Regions from separate parts of the Mus musculus genome. Here regions 2 and 3 are each linked to region 1. A link is a contact called in public Hi-C and promoter capture Hi-C data. All regions are on one chromosome and are shown on one strand. Each heading gives the region's core, a stretch centred on a gene start, on an enhancer-like site or on the middle of the called end of the contact. The rest is flanking DNA. Distances are from core to core; before and after follow the strand shown.

Region 1 (3,792 bases), core at 491-2,990:
GGCATGCAGAGTTAGATGCATGGATTATGAAGTTAGATGTACCAACCACTTCATAAAGTGAAACAACCCTATTAATCTCACAAACCATAAAAGGTGAAGAGGAAGAGAAACTTAACACAAAATAGCCAAACACTTAACAGTTGCCTCTGAGTAATGAGATTAAAGATGACAATTTTGGGGGGCTATACTAGATTTCTATACTCTCCTTTAAAAAAATATTTTTTTTACAATGATCTGGTTAGTTTGGTTCAGTTTAAATATGGGCACAAAAGAATATGTCCTTGAAGCCGGACACTTTTATTTGCTATAGACTTCATACAGAGGTCAATACAGTGAGAGTTTCCTTGTAGACATGATAGTGAAAAATTGTCTAATTATCTTTAATTTTACATAGCCTTTAATAAAGGCATGGGCCTTAGAAATGTAACTTCTGCCTTTTTAAACGATGTGGAAACTGGGCTGGAGAGATGGCTCAGTGGTCAGGAGCACTGGCTGCTCTTCCAGAGGAACTGGGTTCCCTTCCTAGCACCTGCAGGGGGGCTCATAGACATTTGCTCCAGTTCCGGGGGGGGGGGGGTGGTCCATGGACACTAGGCGTACACAGAGTACACATACATACATTCAGGCAAAAAAATCATACACATAAAACAGTCTTGAAAAAAATGTGAAAATTGGGCTGGAGAGATGGCTCAGAGGTTAGGAACACTGCCGGTTCTTCCAGAGGTCCTGAGTTAAATTCCCAGCAACCACATGGTGGCTCACAACCATCTGTAAAGTGATCAGATGTCCTCTTCTGGTGTGTCTGAATACAGCTACAATGTACTTATATACATAAAATAAACAATTCTTTTAAAAAAATGTGAAAATTCAGTTTTACAGACAAACTAACACGACTTTTATTATAGAAACGTTTGTACCTGCTGCTGAAATGTAACCATTTACTTTTTATTTCCTCCCGAAGGCGTCGGAATTCTGTTAGTTAATATTCTAGAACCATTTCCCCCATTCACGGGCTATAAACCCTTCCTAATTTGGGGGGGGGGGCTCCATCCTGCAAAGTCTAATAATAAACTTCATTACAATTTTGCATTTCTTTTGACTTACTGTAGTGAAATACTTGCTCCTACCCCTTAGCACAAAAAGAAATGACACTTTTTGGCCATGATAGTGGTGGTCGGGCGTGCACGCGTGTGTGCTGGGGAGGGGGTAGTGTTCCCCTGAACCCGGAATATGGTTCCTGAGACTCCTGAATATGCAACAACCTCTTTGCCTTCCATGATATTTCCCCCCTTAACTTACACTTTTAGGATCAAGGTCTGCCTTCGCCCTACACCTGCTTCCTTCCAGTGAATCCACTGGCTAAGACAAGTAGCCACACCTGAGCTATCCAGGAGGTAGAGTTTAACTTTGCTAAGCCACCATCACTACAGCTCTGGGTTCACACACCATCACTCCAGCCGACAGAACTCACTGTTCCTGAGAGATGCTCGCTGAGAAAGGGCCAGCTGAGAGCTGGGGTACTCGGGAGGGTCTCGCTTGAAGCGGGCATCAGGTTCCCACCAGATACTAAAGCCGGGCAAGGTAGCAACCGGCCTTCTCACGATAGAACAGCAAGCCACTCATGAAAGAAAAGAAATCCTCACAACTGTAACAATTACAACGAAGCCACTCACCTGCAAGGAAACTACCAGTAGCAGCCGGTCCTCGGTAACGCCGTGCTGCAGACGCCAGTGAGGATTCATCGCTACAGCCGGCATCAACGCTCTTTTGTAGCCTAGAAGCCAAAATGGTCAGAACCGATAGCGCTGGGTATTGGAAGACAGAGTTGTCACTCATTCACGGCCCCGCCCTCTGGCCAGCGACCAGCCGGAGGTTCTTTCCGGTTTCTCAAGTCCCTGGGGTAAGAAGGGAAGCTATGATTGGTTTAATGAGGAAACAGACGCACGGATAGACCAATAAGATGGTAGTTTCGGACATAGGCAGGCGGGCTTTAGTCGTAGAGACCCAAACCCCTGAGCATCGCCGGGGCAATGTTTGTGGGCTGCTAGCTTTGCCGTCCAGAGACCTGTTTGAAGTTCTCGAAATTGAAACACACCTGCTGTGAAAAGCGGGTCAGCAGATGAAGGGATACTTCTTCTAGTTAACGGAAAATTTCAGGTCCTACCTAGGCTGAACCCGGTAGATCCTCACGAAAGCTTGTTTGGCACGCCTGTGCGTCGAAAACAGAGATTAAAATGAAAACCTTTAAAGTGTCCTATTTACAGATAGTCGCTCATTCTTACTTTCTCCTAACATTATGAAGAGAAGAGAAGCGAATAATAGGATATCCTAAAAGTACAAGAAGGGCGAAGAGGTTAGAAAAGTAGAAAATGGTACACTACAGTTTCTGAAATTAAACCTATGAAAATGCCAGCTTGTCACTCGGGTCTGGTACCAGAGCTGGAAGCTACTAAGCAGGCTTGAACTACCACACAAGGTCTGAAACGTGTGTCAAAACGTGAATGAGAAAGATAAGAAATGTTATGTGTGCCTGAGCAGACGGGAAAATTCCCCTTCTTGGTTTCTGAAAGCTGTTCCACTTAGTGTCTTCTGAACTCACCTAGTTAATTCTATAAACAAGTCCAATAAGTTTGTGACCAGCTAATGGGTGCTCAGATCAGTTATTTAGGATGAAAATCTTGACACACCATGAACTGGTGTCATGATGGCCTGCTTGTAGCAAGCTGTATGTCCCATTTATGCATTTTAGCTCATGATAGTTGCAGCTACCCCTTTCTGAGAGAGCGTCTCTCAAGGACAGTGAGTTCTGTCGGCTGGAGTGATGGTGTGTGAACCCAGTGCTGTAGTGATGGTGGCTTAGCAAAGTTAAACTCTACCTCCTGGATGGCTCAGGTGTGGCTACTTGTCTTAGCCAGTGGATTCTCAGGTCAGAACAGCTGGAGAAGGAATCTGCCCAATCGTACACACCTGCCAACCTGTTCTTCCTCTTCTTCATGAGGGCAGATGGACCAGAAAACATTTCCGCTGCCCTGTAGTATCAAAGCTTTCTCCTCAGGAAGGGTAACGGCAGCCATGCAAAACCAATCCTAACAGCCATACAGCATTTGACATTTGAGGGTACTCTGAACCTTAGGATGCCTGCTCATTTGATTTACTTTGACCTTGTTAGGAATACTCAATAACACTAGCTTGGCATATAAAACTTTACAATACTTGTCTTTTAGAACTATTCACCAGGGTCACTAGTGTGTACATTGTTATTTTAAAAAAAAACAAAACATCTTTACCTATGATGCTCTTAGGTGGGATGTGAAAGCGAGTGTTGGGAGCAAGCCTGGTCTTTACGACACAGGTATTCACAGAAGTTAGCAATGGCAGGAGTCACTGTTGCATGGCAAGATTGTTCTTATGTTTATCTAGATCGCAATATCATATCCTGGACCCCATGTTCCGATCTGTCTGTGAGCTGTTTGCCTTGAGAACGTTGAAAGAGTGAACCTGTGCTCACAAAGATTATCATAAATCCATTTGAGGCAAAGATGACCTTCAAAAACATTAGACTACGCCTTACTTCACTGGGCCTTAGAAAGAACCCTACCTGGTTCCTTGCACAAACAATAGGGGATTGAAACAAAAACCCAAGGCTGCTAATTTATAGTTCTGGGGAAAGCCTTTTTTCTTACAACTGCCTCCACCTCCCACAAGCAATGTATTCCAGCTATGAGGAATTTAATTCTAAGGCTGAAGAGATGACCCAACAGTTATGATACTATGGTACCCCTAACAGAGCAT
Region 2 (3,792 bases), core at 490-2,989, 780 kb before region 1:
TAATGGGTAGACAAGCCACACAATCAAATGCAAGTTTTCAACTTAGGCAACATCTCAGAGGTTACAAAGTATTCAGCTGCCTTGCACCATCAAAGGGAAGAGCCTGGAATCTTTCCACCACACCCAAGCCTCTCCTATCAGTGGGAGGCCAGTTCCCATTTCTGATACCTTACAGAAGAGACAGGGCAGTATATCTCAACCACGATTTAGTGTTTACGTGTTCAACATCTTGGCTCCTTTTGAAACCTCATGAGGTGCAAACTGAAGCATAGAAAATTTAAATAACCTGGCCAACACCCACCCAACCCCACGTCCCCAACACACACACATACACACACACCTTGAGATTAAAGATAGGGTCTAAACTCTTAACCATTTAGAAAACAGTTGAAACGGCTAATGTAAAAAGCAAGATTTGCAGAAACTAGCAGTGTTTGACCAAGTTCCACAAGAGGAAAGTTGATTCCATCTCTGTACATCTGATTCCACTTTTCCCAACAAAAGCAATGAAGAGGAGACAGACCCAGGGCAAGAGAAGGAACATCAGTTACATCCTAGCTAAGCATCTAATGGTCGGCTTCAGCATCTCTCCATAAATGTTGAAAATTTTGAATTTTCCAATCAAAACCCATGTTTAAGTACAGAGCGCTAGTCCCGCACCAGGTAGCCTCATTCAGCAAAGCACTTAAAAGGTTAAGTGTAATCGATTTAATGTTCTCCCTGCTTATCAATGAACAGCAAATGCAGTGGAAGGGCCAATCCTATCACCTTACACTAGCTGGCTGATGCTGCTTTTAAAAGTGATTCCTAACAAGTAAATTACTGCTAATTACTCCTACCTCCTAAACTAAGGCCTAGTTAGGACACTAGAGAAACCCCAGAGGCAACTGAGTCTTTGTAGGGCAGTTTTATGTAAACAATACTCATTCTCGGAGCACCAGGTAGCCACTGACCGTGGGAAAGAAAGAAGATATCTGCTTTATTAGAATTCGAAGATGAAACGCTTTCATCTGAAAGTGTTTGAAAACTTTCATCTGAAAATTTGACTGGCAAGTTTCCTAGAATCCTCAACAGGCAATTTTAGAAATACTTGATTTTTGCCAGAAAAACGTGTTAACTCAAAAAGGAGACTTGAAAGGGTGTGGGGAGGGGCAGGTTTTTACAAGAGTTACTCGCAGGGCAGTCTGACTCACTCCTCAAAGCGGGCAATCTGTAAAGGTCTGAAGAGGGAGGGCACTGTGGATCTCTCGCTGCGACCTCGTGATGTGGCTGACTAATGCACGGCGTGTGAAAGGCACTCTGAGGCCTCAAATAAGCCGTATATAATAGATGGGGGTCTACGGGAAGTCGCGTGGAGAGGACAGGAGCCAAGTCATCTTGATGACTCCTCCGACCCAACTTACCGCGAAGATTTCGCCAAGAGCTCACAGTAAGTGGTTTTTTGAAAACGCAGTCATATCACTGACACCCCAAAGTTTTCGGAACTTGAAGGACTACATATAAACAAACCCAGGCAAAGACCCAAGGACTTAGGAGGAGGCCAGAGGAAAACTGCGCGAGCAAACCCGAGGGCGACGAGCCCCAACTGCAGAGCCGTGCACCGCCGACCCGGGACCCCGGGGGAACGAGGCGACCGCGAGGCCCGATCCTCCGAGGCCCCACTCACCAGGAACTGGAGCATGATGTCGGTGGGGAGGGCGAGGAGGGTGTGAGAGGTGCTCCAGCTCCAGCTCGGCTCCGGGACTCCTCCCCGGCGCGAGGGCGGAACCCGCTGCCAGGTTCCGGTTTACGCCCCGCCCCGCCCTGCCCCGCCCTCTCCATTCCCGGAAGCGACTCGCGGAGCCGCAGCGCCCTCTGACGGCCATCTCGGGAAGCAAGAGGGCGAGGTGCAAACCTAGGCCTCTTTGAACCAAAGCCTCCGGGTGACAAGGACGCTGGCAATTGTATTAATACAGTCAGACGTGGCTGTGTTACCTACTAAACCAGGGTGGGGGTGAGGTAGCGGGTGCCATGCCAAGTGAACAACTCACTCTCCTGGGAGCCTTTATGAAGTCCACACTAATCTCCACCACAGCCGACTCTCAGACGAAAAGGGGGAAAAGGTTCCATTTCACAAAAGCCCACAAGTGTGCTATGCAGCCTAGTTAAGGGTAGTCCTCAGCCACGTGATAGATGATGGAGAGAGGTCTGCGGAGTCTGGCACGACTGGATCCAAGTAGCGATTGCTGGCAGCCACCAGCAACCTATCTGAAGTTTACTTCCTCCTCAAGTGGAGCGCGAATCATCTACCATGCAGGAGCCAAAGATGAATCCACTCTTGTCCGGTCGCGCTGCTGGTCACCCACATACACAAGCACATCGAAACCACCCTTCTCATGTTGCTCTCAGTCTTTGGAATTGACCTTTATCTAGTTAAGGGGTACTCTGGCTTCAAATAACAGAAAAACAAATCAGCTGCGCCTAGTGGGGCTGTTAACCCTGGGACAATGGCAGAGGACTACTTAACATATCAAAGTGGACCTGGCCTCCTGGTCCTCGCCAGCATCCCTCAGTCCCGGCCTGTTACAGGGTGTGGCTGGCACATGCAGCCCTCTACCCTAAACTCACCAGTTCAGGGGCTGGGCTGCTTTTCCCGATGAGGCTTTTCCCTATATAATCCAGCCATTTTGGTTACCTGAACTGTGATGGTTTACATATGCTCGTCCCAGGGAGTGGCACTATTAGAAGGTGTGGCCTTGTTGGAGGAAATGTGTCACTGTGGGGATGGACTTGGAAATCTTCCTCCTAGCAGCTTGAGGATGCTCTCTGGCTTCCTTCAGATGAAGATGTAGAACTCTCAGCTCTGCCAGCACCATGCCTGCCTGGATACTGCCATGCTTCCACTTTGGTGACAATGGACTGAAACTCTGAACCTGTAAGCCAGCCCCAATTAAATGTTGTCATTTCTAAGAGTTGTCTTGGTCATGGTGTCTCCTCACAAAAGTAAAACCCTAACCAAGACCCGAACCTTTTGTTCCTTTGCCCTTTGGGCCCCTGTATCTCATTCTGCTGCCTCTCCCCTCCTCAAAAGAGGAAAATATCTCTCTCTCTCTCTCTCTCTCTCTCTCTCTCTCTCTCTCTCTCTCTCTCTCTCTCTCTCTCTCCCAGCTCAATCAAAGTCAAGTTCTTTGAGCTCCCAGATGTCCTTGCCTCTAGCTATGTCTCCCTTTCTTCTCCAACCAACTTTCTCCTCCACCATCCCTAGTCAAGCCCTCTCTCAGAATTTCCCTCCATTTCTGTGTTTCTCCATCCATCCACCTCATTACTTCTCTCCCTCCTCCCAACTCATCTGCTAAACTGACAAAAGAGCTGATTAGAGGGGAAAAAAATAGAATAAAACATAAAGATCACACACCACCAAGGGAAAGGTCAATAGGTTTGGCATACTAAAATGTATTTAAATTGAGAAAAAATAACCCAGTGTACTTTAATAGCTGCAGAGAAAGTGGGGTGAGGCATTCTGAATTTTTTATTTAATCACTTTTACCCCTAAAAAATAATAATAACACAATGCACTGGCTAGTTTCATGTCAGTCTGGTGCAAACTAGAGTTATCAGATAGAAAGGAGTCTCAATTGAGAAAATGTGTCTCCTCTAAGATCCAGCCCCAAGGCATTTTCTTAATTATTGATCAATTGATCAGTGGTGTCTCACGCCTTTAATCCCAGCACTCCGGAGGCAGAGGCAGGCGGATTTCTGAGTTCGAGGCCACCCTGGTCTACAAAGTGAGTTCCAGGACAGCCAGGGCTATGA
Region 3 (3,792 bases), core at 490-2,989, 700 kb before region 1:
GTGCAGATGAAGTCAGCTACAGTGTACTTATGTATATTAATAAATAAATCTTTAAAAAAAAAAAAAAAACTGAGTAATATTCCTTTGTGTGTTCATCATGTTTCGTTTATCCACTCACTCACTCATCATCCATTCATCTATGGATGCTTCAGTTCTTCCCAAAGGTGACAAAAAATAACTCTCTTGACTGACTCCTGGCTTTTTAAAATGCTTTCTTTTCTTGAGGCCAATCAAAGCTCTCCTGTACACACTATACTCCTGGGAGCTAGTGACAACTGTCAGTGGCTTGTGTTTAATGGTAACTCAGGATATTATATGCTATAAATGTATGTAACAGAACTATTACATGGAAGCCTGGCTTTTCAAAAAATCTAGTAGTGCATTTAATTTAACTACTTTGAGGGGGGACAAGCATGATGTAATGTCATAAAGTTGTGCTTAAAAGCATTAACTGGCTGGGCAGTGGTGGCGCATGCCTTTAATCCCAGCACTTGGGAGGCATAGGAAGGTGAATTTCTGAGTTTGAGGCCAGCCTGGTCTACAGAGTGAGTTCTAGGACAGTCAGGCCTTCACAGAGAAACCCTGGGGGGGGGGGGGGGGCGGGGAAGAAAAAAAAAGGCATTAACTGTTTAATTTTGGAGAAATTATGTAATCACTGGAAGTCTTTGCTTCCAAATTAAATCTGAGATATTTAATTGCATTACTCCAAATATATAAATGAAATACACACATACACCAGGTATAAAGGGATTCAACAATCAAGACTAACACTTGCTCCAGTGAGCAGACAATATGTTGTCAATACAACAGAAAACTTCATTTCTACAGAACAATTTACCATACCACTTCTGAGATGGTTTATGTACAAAACTCAGATTTAGGTAATTTTCAAAAAATACTGGTAAACTGGCAAGAACCAGTACCAAAAACAGTTTAAAAACAAAACAGTCCTGCTGAAAAAGATGGTCCGTAAACGTTTGCTATGTTGCCTCTTAATTGTACTCATGAATCGAGTGTCTAAAGCCGTGTTCAGGAGTGCCAGACCTCGTACGAAATGTTTGACATCTAAGTCCTCCCCACTAACGACCGGCACCGTGTTCCTGGAACCAGGACAAATCAAAACCCATCCACTTCTTCAAGCATCTCTGAGGGGTTCCAATTACCAAAGATGACCCCAGCCCCAGCTTTTTCACAGCGATGTCACCGTCCGCCGTGGCTGTGACAACGGTGCAGGGCGGCACGTGCTGAGCCCGTGGCACCGCCTCGCGGCTGGCAAGACCTCCTCACCCCCATGCCCCATGACCGGCCCACGGCCCCCTTCCAGACCAGCTTCCTTCCAGCCTCGCCTGGGTCCCACAGCCCGGGACTTGAGCCGTACCTCGGCGGTAGATGGCCTGCCTACACCTGAAGGATATTGGGGGGACGAAGCGGCTTCGGGGGCGCGCGCCTGGCTGCCCGGGACCCCGCCGCTCCGCCTCCCCTTCACACGCCCGTTTCGAGGGCCAAACTGTCGCCGCGCCGCGCGCCATTCAAACGGAGGCGGCGCGGGGCTGCAGGCCGGAGCGCGGCGAGAGCGGGCCCTGCGCACACGCTCGCGCCCGCACTGCCAACGGCCCGACTGCACCAGCGCTCCCCACTCGCCGGCCCCGCCCCCCGTGGGTCCCCGCGGGTCCCTCGCGGGCCCGCCGCGCTCACCCGAATTTACCGCCAACAGCGCCGCCATCTTGGAGGAGGACTGAGAGAGCGCTCCTGCCGCGGGGAGGACCCCGGGCCCGAGGGCCTGCCCGCGTCGACGCCTGAACACAAGGGCGTCCCCAGGGCCTCCGAGAACGCCATGCGAGGCTCGAGCGGGTGTGCACAAGGCTCCCCGCCCTGCTCTGGCCTAGGGCCATCGAGTCTAACTGCGACCATTACCGTTAAAACAAGCCGAGGGCAGCCGGTTCGGAGACTAGCTGTGCAATGCATCATGGGACCCGTAGTTTTATTTCGAGTGAGCCGTGCAGTTGACTAGTGTTCAAAAAAGGGAAATCAGTGAAACTGAAAAAGTTCTTGCTGGGCGTGGTGGCGCACGCCTTTAATCCCATCACTCGGGAGGCAGAGGCAGGCGGATTTCTAAGTTCAAGGCCAGCCTGGTCTACAAAGTGAGTTCCAGGACAACCAGGGCTATACAGGCTATATACCCTGTCTCAAAAAAAAAAAAAAAAAAAAAGAGAAAAAATTCTCATGACCTTCATTTCAAGTTAAATTTTATTTGAATAGCCATCCCCCTTACCTTAAGAGAGTAGAGTGAAGTGAGTAAGTGATTAAGGAATTTCTATTTAATAAGTATATTCTGTAGACATAATCACATTGTGCTTCGAAAATTACAGACAGGGCCTGGAGAGATGGTTCAGAGGTTAAGAGCACTGAGTGCTCTTCCAAAGGTCCTGAGTTCAAATCCCAGTAACCATGTGGTGGCTGACAACCATTTGTAATGAGATCTGACGCCCTCTTCTGGGATGTCTGAAGACAACTACAGTGTACTTACATATAATAAATAAATAAATCTTTGGAAAAAAAAAAGAAAATTACAGACAGCGACAAAATTTGAGTACTGCCTGCCTGACTTCAAAAGTGTCACCCATTTGCTTCCTCATCCCCAACATGTTGAGTCAAATTCGACATAAATTTCACAAACACCAAATGTTTTTTCTACCTAAGCAACCAAAACTACTAAACTTACTCGTTAAATTTAAAATTTGCTAGCCGGGCGTGGTGGCCCACGCCTTTAATCCCAGCACTTGGGAGGCAGAGGCAGGCAGATTTTCTGAGTTCTAGGCCAGCATGGTCTACAGAGTGAGTTCCAAGACAGCCAGGGCTATACAGAGAAACCCTGTCTCAAAAAAACAAAAAGAAGAAAGAAAGGAAAAACACGTTACAGAATAGAATGGAAGCGGGCTAGTGAGATAAGAACCTAAAAAGCCTACTAAGTAACTTCTACATACGTTAGAAGTACTAATTCTGTCTTAAGCTTTCATTAAGTCTACTGTAAAATATAATGATTTCTGTGAATGATTGATGTCAGTAGCGATCTGCTTGAAAGCTCTTCGCTTATATTTGGAAGCCTTCAATGGAGAGTTCTAAGCCAAGCACCTCTTTCACTAGCGACTGACCAGACTGCCCTTACAGCAGCCCTGCTATTCTGGAGAGTTTACAGACACCCTGGGGATATGCTCACATTTGCACAGCTGAAGACATGCTCCAGTCATGGTCACTCCACAGCCTGTACTAGCCTTTGAATGCACTGGAATTAGACTAGCCTAAGTGAACTCCCAGTGACCCTGTGACCATTTTCAAGCAGGCTATAGGAGGAGCACTCTTCCTGGTGTTCGATCATCAGAGGACTTGTGATTGGTACAGAATGTAATTCATTTGCATGAAGGATTGTGCTATGGTTGGTGCAAACAACCTTACCAAATACCCCTTCTGGTTATATAAGCAGGCTGTTTGGTTTTCTTTTCAAGTCAGCTGTGAGACACCCTTTTTGAACTGTCTCTGCTGTTACATCCTTAAAACCATTAAAAGGTTCTCTCAAAAAATAAAAATAAAAAAAAGGGTGGTGGTGGCTCATGCCTTTAATCCTAGCACTAGGCAGGCAGGTCTGTGTGAGTTTAAGGCTAGCCTGGTCTACAGAGTGAGTCCCAGGGCAGCCAGGGCTACATGGAGAAATCCTGTTTCAAAAATAAATGAAATGAAGTAAAATAAAATAATTATCTTTATAACAGAGCCCTGGATGTCCTGGACTAACTTGAT

The links. Promoter capture Hi-C pulls out the DNA fragments that hold promoters and counts their contacts. Hi-C and Micro-C count contacts between places; a contact is called where the count stands out from the background.
Region 2: a contact with region 1 is called in a Hi-C map of CD8 T cells, with 7 times the contacts expected there. The contact joins the promoter of 1810058I24Rik here to the promoter of Bpgm in region 1. A contact is called at or near these places in 1 of 39 promoter capture datasets (pre-B cells), 4 of 484 Hi-C or Micro-C datasets (CD4 T cells, CD8 T cells, erythroblasts and 1 more), 2 of 115 datasets of contacts at active chromatin or transcription factors (cardiomyocytes and memory CD8 T cells) and 1 of 9 other capture datasets (adipose tissue).
Region 3: a promoter capture Hi-C map of the HPC-7 cell line shows a contact between it and region 1. The contact joins the promoter of Nup205 here to the promoter of Bpgm in region 1. A contact is called at or near these places in 3 of 39 promoter capture datasets (the HPC-7 cell line, liver and pre-B cells) and 1 of 9 other capture datasets (adipose tissue).

Annotation. Positions count from the first base shown.
Region 1 is chr6:34,474,304-34,478,095 of GRCm38.p6, reverse strand. Bpgm (2,3-bisphosphoglycerate mutase) reads right to left here and starts at 1,740. Exons shown (of 3, transcript NM_007563.5): 1 at 1,674-1,740.
Region 2 is chr6:35,250,657-35,254,448 of GRCm38.p6, reverse strand. It overlaps 1810058I24Rik (RIKEN cDNA 1810058I24 gene), which reads right to left and starts at 1,739. Exons shown (of 3, transcript NM_001384235.1): 1 at 1,667-1,739. The coding sequence starts at 1,681.
Region 3 is chr6:35,175,563-35,179,354 of GRCm38.p6, reverse strand. Nup205 (nucleoporin 205) reads right to left here and starts at 1,739. Exons shown (of 43, transcript NM_027513.1): 1 at 1,696-1,739. The coding sequence starts at 1,723.